Linked DNA regions of Mus musculus: region 2 is linked to region 1. The links are chromatin contacts, called in public Hi-C maps. All regions are on one chromosome and are shown on one strand. The core of a region is the stretch at or near the end of the contact, and the rest is flanking DNA. Distances in the headings are between cores, read along the strand shown.

Region 1 (3,351 bases), core at 181-2,680:
AAGTGGGACCTGACCCTTTGGAACAAACTCCCTCTCCCCAGCAATAGCTAAGAGTCGTTCACTGTTCTTTTAATCATTCTTTACTTCCAATATTATTATTGGGCTGGGGAGAGGGCTCTATGGGCAAAGCACTTGCTGTGGAAGGATAGAGACCAGAGTTTGGGTCCCCAGAACCCACGTTAAACTGAGTGGACTGAAGTCTTCAATTTTAATGCTTCTAGAATGAGATGGGAGGCAGAGACAGGATAGTCCCTGGAACCTTGCAGACCAAGTAGCTTGGAGTACATACCACGATTTCCAACAGCAAAGAAATCCTTTCTCAAAAAAGGCGAGAGGAGAAAAACAATATGGAAGCTGTCTACTGATCTCTACCCCAGCACACACCACACACACACACACACACCATACCACACAAACATACACACACATACACCCCACCACATACACACCATACCACACACACATACATCCTAACACACACACACATTACACACACATACACATGCATACACACATATACACACTATCTTTTAAATCTTCAGTTAGCTCACTCTGTGTTTCCCAAAGTGACCAAATAAAAGCAAATAATCCTGTGTCATTTCCATCATGTAGAAACAAGAACATATGTATTGAAGGGATGACTTAGAAGATGACTATCTACTCCAGAAGGCTAAAGATCTAGATTCCAACAGATCTGCTATTTTGGGGAAATGATTCTTGATTTGTAATCAGAATGTGTAAAGAATCAACCTAAAAAATATAAATAATATAGATCCAAATTTATTAAACATTTAATTATAATAAATTCCCAGGAGATATTTATCTTCCTAAGGAAAAAAAGATGACTAACATAGTTATCCAGAGATTTTGGACTCGGCTTTTTTATATACTACATCATTAATTGAATTAAAAGCAACTTGTTCGAAGGAATTCACAAGAGATAGAAATCACAGATCATCAGTACAGCAACCCCTCCTCTGGGATCATTTCATGTTTGTAACTGATCTCTCCCCACCCATGGGTAAACTGCACAGGAAGTCCCTGCTCCTGTCCAGTCTCATCTTGCTCGTGTAGCATTTCCCGTACTTGGATGTGTGTGTTTCCAATATGGAGCTGCAACAGGGGAAAGCTATAATTACCAAATCTCTTCCTTTTAGCTATTGAAATAAGGTGACCTGCAGAAACACAAGACACTACAAACAAAGACTTCCAGAAATATAACCAGGTAAATACGCTTGCTTGTGGCTAAATCCTTGGGCTCAAATTCAAAAGGGGTGTACCCTTCAGAGCCTGATAGTGTCACTGGTCTGTGTTTTTGGAACATTACCTAAAACAGGAGGAAAATCAGCTATTATTCACAACACGCCTGATCAACAGAAAGGACTCCTTTCAAAGCCAAGTGCTCACATCCTGTTGCTGGGGTTGACTCAATGACTCAGTGACTCATTCTGTAAGTTGTGGCTCTTCTCCGTTTATAATTCTCTCCACACTGAGATGGCTGCACTTTCACATTTAGGTCAGTACGTGGGAGGGTAAAATTGCCTTACAAATCAGCCAGAGTTAGATAATTAAAACTTTCAGGTACGCGTTCTTTTTAGCACTGTAGGTATTGTAGCAGACATTTAAATGGAATTACTGCCCAAAGAGAATGAATTTGAGACACGGAACCTGCCTCGAAATTAGGTTAGCAAGGACTAAAAATCCTGAGTGTTGAACAGGGAACTCATAAACAGGATGAGGAGTTACAAGAGGCCTGGGAATTCAGTCTTGCCAATAACACACACATACACACACACACACACACACACACACACACACAACCTTGGAACCTTGAGCAGAGGGCAAGAGGTGTTGGTGTAATGGGTGATCACACAAATGGGTAGAAACATGGAAAGGTTTGTTGCCAACAGTATGCCTTCCCAAGTCTGCAATTCAACTTCAGCTTATTACATAAAACCTATCTCAAAACCAATCTGCTGTGTGCTAGCGGTTTTTCCTCTTGAGTAGGGAGTGAGATTATTAGCCAAGAATTGTTGTGTGGCTCTCAACTTTCCTAATACTGCAACCCTTTAATACAGTCCCTCATGTTGTAGTAATAACCAACCATAAAACTATTTCCCTTGCTACTTCATAACTATAATTTTGCTTCTGTTATGAATCGTAGTGTAAATATCTGTATTTCCAATGGTCTTAGGCAAACCCTGTGAAAGGACTGTTTGACCCTAAAGGGGTTGGGACCCACAAGTTGAGAACCTGCTTCATGGTAAAAGGGGTTGGAAGTGACAAACTGTTAGCTGGACTCAAGTTTCCCCTCACATGAATAGCAAGAGCAGAATGCTATACAGCCCAACCGTAAAATGGGTGTGGCCGCATACTTTCACTGTAGTCATTTCCACATTTCAGAATTCTGGTTTGTAACAGCTGGGTTACTGAGCTGTGGTACCCTCACAACCACCAGCATAAATGCAATCCTCCTGCCTGTGGGTGTTCAAACCGGTTCCCTAAGCAGGTTCTGCCTAACTCCATGTGCTGCTGTCCAGAAACAAGTAAAACAAAGGCAGAGACTAAGCAGCACAGGGCAGTCTCAGTGTGCCCTCCGCCATCTTGGAAATGTGTTTAAAAATCAAGTTCCTAGTCCATTAACTGTTAGAAAATACTAAAGAATGTATAAGGATGTGAAACCCACCAGGTGTTTCAGATTGCCAGCTGTTTGTGAGTCAAGGCCACTTTCATTCAATTACACGTGTTTATAGTACTGCTTGACAAGAGAGAAAGCTGAGGATTGGAGGTAGGAAGCTGCTCCCAGTAACACCACTAAATGCCTTTAGTGGCATCAGACCTAAGGTGCTCATCAAAATACCCATCATACCTATACCAAATAACTACCAAGCATTTCACTGCCTCCAGCCTATAACTGCTAAGAGCTGTCTTCCTTAAGCGGTCTTCAGAAGTATACATATACATACACATAGATGTATGTGTATGTTTATATATATACACACACACAGTATTGTATATATGTGTCTGTGTGTATATATGTATTTTTATATAAAATATTTTATTTAAAAAGTATGTCTACATATATATATTTATATGTATATATACATATATATTAAATCAACAAGATTTCTCTTTTCATGGGCCTTCTTTTCCATCAGCACTTTCTTCTCTTGCCCATGTTGGGAGTTGCTGATTCTCCTTACCTTCTGAGACTTGCCCTCCTTCAGAAGCCTGGGTTCTTCCCCCAGTAAGTAGGTGCTGATGAGCCGATCCAAGAGAAACTGAGCATGCCCACCCAAGATCTCACTCTTTCCTCGGCAAGACCAATGTCCTTATCCCCAAGTCCGTGCA
Region 2 (3,311 bases), core at 511-3,010, 270 kb before region 1:
GGGGGAAAAAATCACTATAACATTATACCAGGAGAATGCTAGCACATTACAAAAGTAGCCTGTAGAGACCAGCACCTAGACAGACAATTCCCAAGAAGTTCTAGCCCCCAGCACCCATAGACACGAGGCATACATTATACATAAAATATTTCTTGAAAAATAAATCTTTAAAAAATATTATTTCTTATTATGTGTGTGCATTTTTGTGTGAATCTGTGTATATGCCAGAGGTACTAGATCACCTTAGAGACAAAGTGATGGGCAATTGTGAGACATTTGATATGGTCACTGGGAACCAAACTTCAATCTTCTGAAAGAGTAATAGATGCCCTTAACTACTGGCATCATGATGATGATAATGATGACGACGACAAATCTTTTTAAAGTCAAATGAGAAGTATAGCCTAAACCTTTTCCCTATAGTTTCAAACACTTAAAGTGTATGCAAGTCAATAGGCTGGCAGTAAGATTAAAATCACTTACAATGTTTAATGATACAGTCTTTAAAAAAATTAAATATAAATGTTTAAATTATCTGCTCCAAAAATAAAATGTAACACTATGCAATGAACTGAAAAACAAAATTTGGATAGATTTAAAAATAATATTCAGGGGTGGGAGAAATGGCCAAGTGGTTAAGAATATAAACAGCTCTTCCACAAGACATGGCTCTAGTTCTCAAAACTGACGTCAGGCATCATAACAACTTGAAGCTCAAGTTCCAGGCCATCCAACATCCTCTTCTGGGCTCTGCACACACCTGTACATGCATGGTGCCTACTCACGCTCTCAGGAACACACACATCCATGTAAAATAAGTAAGTAGTTCAACAGTCCTCCAAAATTATAAGGCCTCCTCCGTCTGAGGCTCATGTGGCTGTTGGTAAGTTTTTATAACAAGAAGAAAACTCTTTTCAAAACCCATTTGCTATAGGTCACGTGTTCATGCACTTTGTTGCAAGAAAGTTAATAAGAAATCTCTTTCCTTTGGTTGTTCCCAGGCCTTATAAACCCACAGGCACACTCCAGACTAATGAGGGCATGCAAAATGTGAGAGGGAAGGGCAAACAGGAAGCGATGAAAATTACCAAGTTACGTCTGTTCCTCAAATCATCACTACAGTGTTAGAGAATGTGAGCCACAGTTCAGCAGGTTTAATACCCTCAATTTTCCACATTTTAACCTCTCTGAAATCAGGATGCTTTTTCCACTAGACGACTTCTCAGATTTGGTATAAGGCAGTGTATTGATTCATAGCATCTTGGAGGGAGACAGACTCTATAGAGTCAGACTCTAAAGATCTGACGAGCTATCCCTCATCCTCTGCCTCAACACTCAGCCTTCAAAATCAAGTGTTTCTCTTCTAGTATGCAGCATTTCTTTATCAAAAGGCTTTAAGGATTAGGAAGCCTAGTTTTATAAACTAAGCTAAAAATTCACTTTCCTAGTCTTTACATCCTGGAATCACACTTATTTAACAAACGTTCTTTTACTGTGAGAATGATCACATGTTTGAAGATGGCCTATAGGTGTTTCCTGTAATTTCTTTTCTCCTTTACAAACAATGATACTTCCTTCTGTCACTTCCTTCCACGCATTACAGAACAAAGGTCAGCCCGGCACATTCGCACAAGAGCAGTGTTATATGAACTTAGAGCAACGGCTCTGTGAGCCCACTGAAAGCTTAATCTCCATCACCAGGCTTTCTGTGAAGTGGAATTAGTCAGTGCCCAAGAAGCAGGAGACAGGATGTAGAATTTGTGTTTAGTCATGATTAGATTTCCTTTACAGACCTGAGGGCTGAGACTCACACAAGCCAGACAGGCATGAGAGGTGAAGCAATTATCCTTGTAACTCAAGCAAGAAATCCCCAAAGCCCATGTCTATTAATCAAGAAAAGGAACAGTAGGGCTATCCTAGTTTATGTAAATTGGCCATCTATATGGTTGAGATTCTCCGAGAGACAGATCCTGAAAAATTAGCCTCCTTCAAAGGAAACATAGTTTCCTCCTTTCCCCGCAATATCTGCAGAGGAGCCATTCAGTGTAGATATCCACAAGTCTTCGCATGTCTCCCCAGTTGCCTTGTGCCTCCGTACTTCCCTCCCTTTCTCTCAACCTGGATAGAATCAACACCTTCAATTACAGGCTTTGTCCTCTTTAAATGACATTATTTGTAAGTATTCTACTACAAACTTCCTTTTTTAAATTGCTGCACTCCATACATTTTCATATACTTAAATCAGTGTTTCTCATCCTCACAACTCTAGTGACAATCAGTTCTCTAAAACTTTACTTCAATACTAAAAAGATAATGGCTCAAGCTATGAGTGTTAAGAACTGTGAATGTAAGTAATAACAGAATTAAAAAAGAATATAGACTTTATAACTAGAGAGACAAAGGAGAGGAAATTGGCAGGGGAAGTCAGGAGGTTGTGAGCAAAATGTCACTGTATTCTGAAATAATAAATAAAATGGATAGTTTAACACTCCTACTGAAGTGACAAGTTATATGGACAGGAAATTTAAGTGAACAAAAATTGTAAATGATGTTGGGGATGTGGAGCAGAATTCTCACACTCTGTGAGAGGATGTGTAATGGAGCTGATTCTGTGATGCCCTGTGACCCAGTCCTTCTGCTTTACGGTATATATGCAAGAGACAGATTGTATTCAAAGTCCTGGGTGAAACAGCAATAGGGAAAAAAGAAGATGGGGCACAAAGAAGACAGGCACAAATAACAAATTAACATAGATTGACATTAGACAAAAGAATCTAAATTGTTAGGAGTCAAGAGGGTGTTTATGATGGCAAGAAGGCATGCCATGGAGCCTGGAAAACTCGGGGAGCCAAAGATGTGCTGCTTGCCAATCAAGATGGTAGCAACAGGGAGATTCGTCTTGGAATCTATACAGAGGCCCGTAGTAATAAGTAGTGTGCTTCTTTTATAAGTATGTTCATCTCAATGCTAGTTCACCAGAAAAGTGGAGAAAGAAGAAATGTCTGGTAGTGTCAATGTTTATAAATTGCCGTTTGTATTTTATACAGCCATTAGAGGATCGCCATGAATGTATTCCTACATGACAAGGACGTTTGAAATGCTAAAATCATTTTGTATATTATCTTTTCAGGAAAACATGACAACCTTCCTTCCCGCTCATAAGGGAAAACTGAGTGAGTTACCTGGGCTTTTGACATTCTCCATAGTAAGTGTACAAGTCTGATCCTTGAGCCCGTGACTTCTAACCTTTAATCCCAAATTGCTTTTTCCCCTCTCCTGTACTCAGTTTTGATATATATATATATATATAT

The links. A called contact is a pair of places that touch in the nucleus more often than the background predicts.
Region 2: a contact with region 1 is called in a Hi-C map of the N1E-115 cell line, with 2.2 times the contacts expected there. A contact is called at or near these places in 4 of 39 promoter capture datasets (the 3T3-L1 cell line, cranial neural crest and stem cell-derived epiblast-like cells), 2 of 484 Hi-C or Micro-C datasets (the N1E-115 cell line and cerebral cortex), 1 of 130 datasets of targeted methods (astrocytes) and 1 of 9 other capture datasets (adipose tissue).

What each region holds. Positions count from the first base shown.
Region 1 is chr19:21,861,815-21,865,165 of GRCm38.p6, reverse strand. No RefSeq gene overlaps it. Among named protein-coding and RNA genes, the nearest start is that of Cemip2, 85 kb to the right of the region's middle.
Region 2 is chr19:22,133,155-22,136,465 of GRCm38.p6, reverse strand. No RefSeq gene overlaps it. Among named protein-coding and RNA genes, the nearest start is that of Trpm3, 310 kb to the left of the region's middle.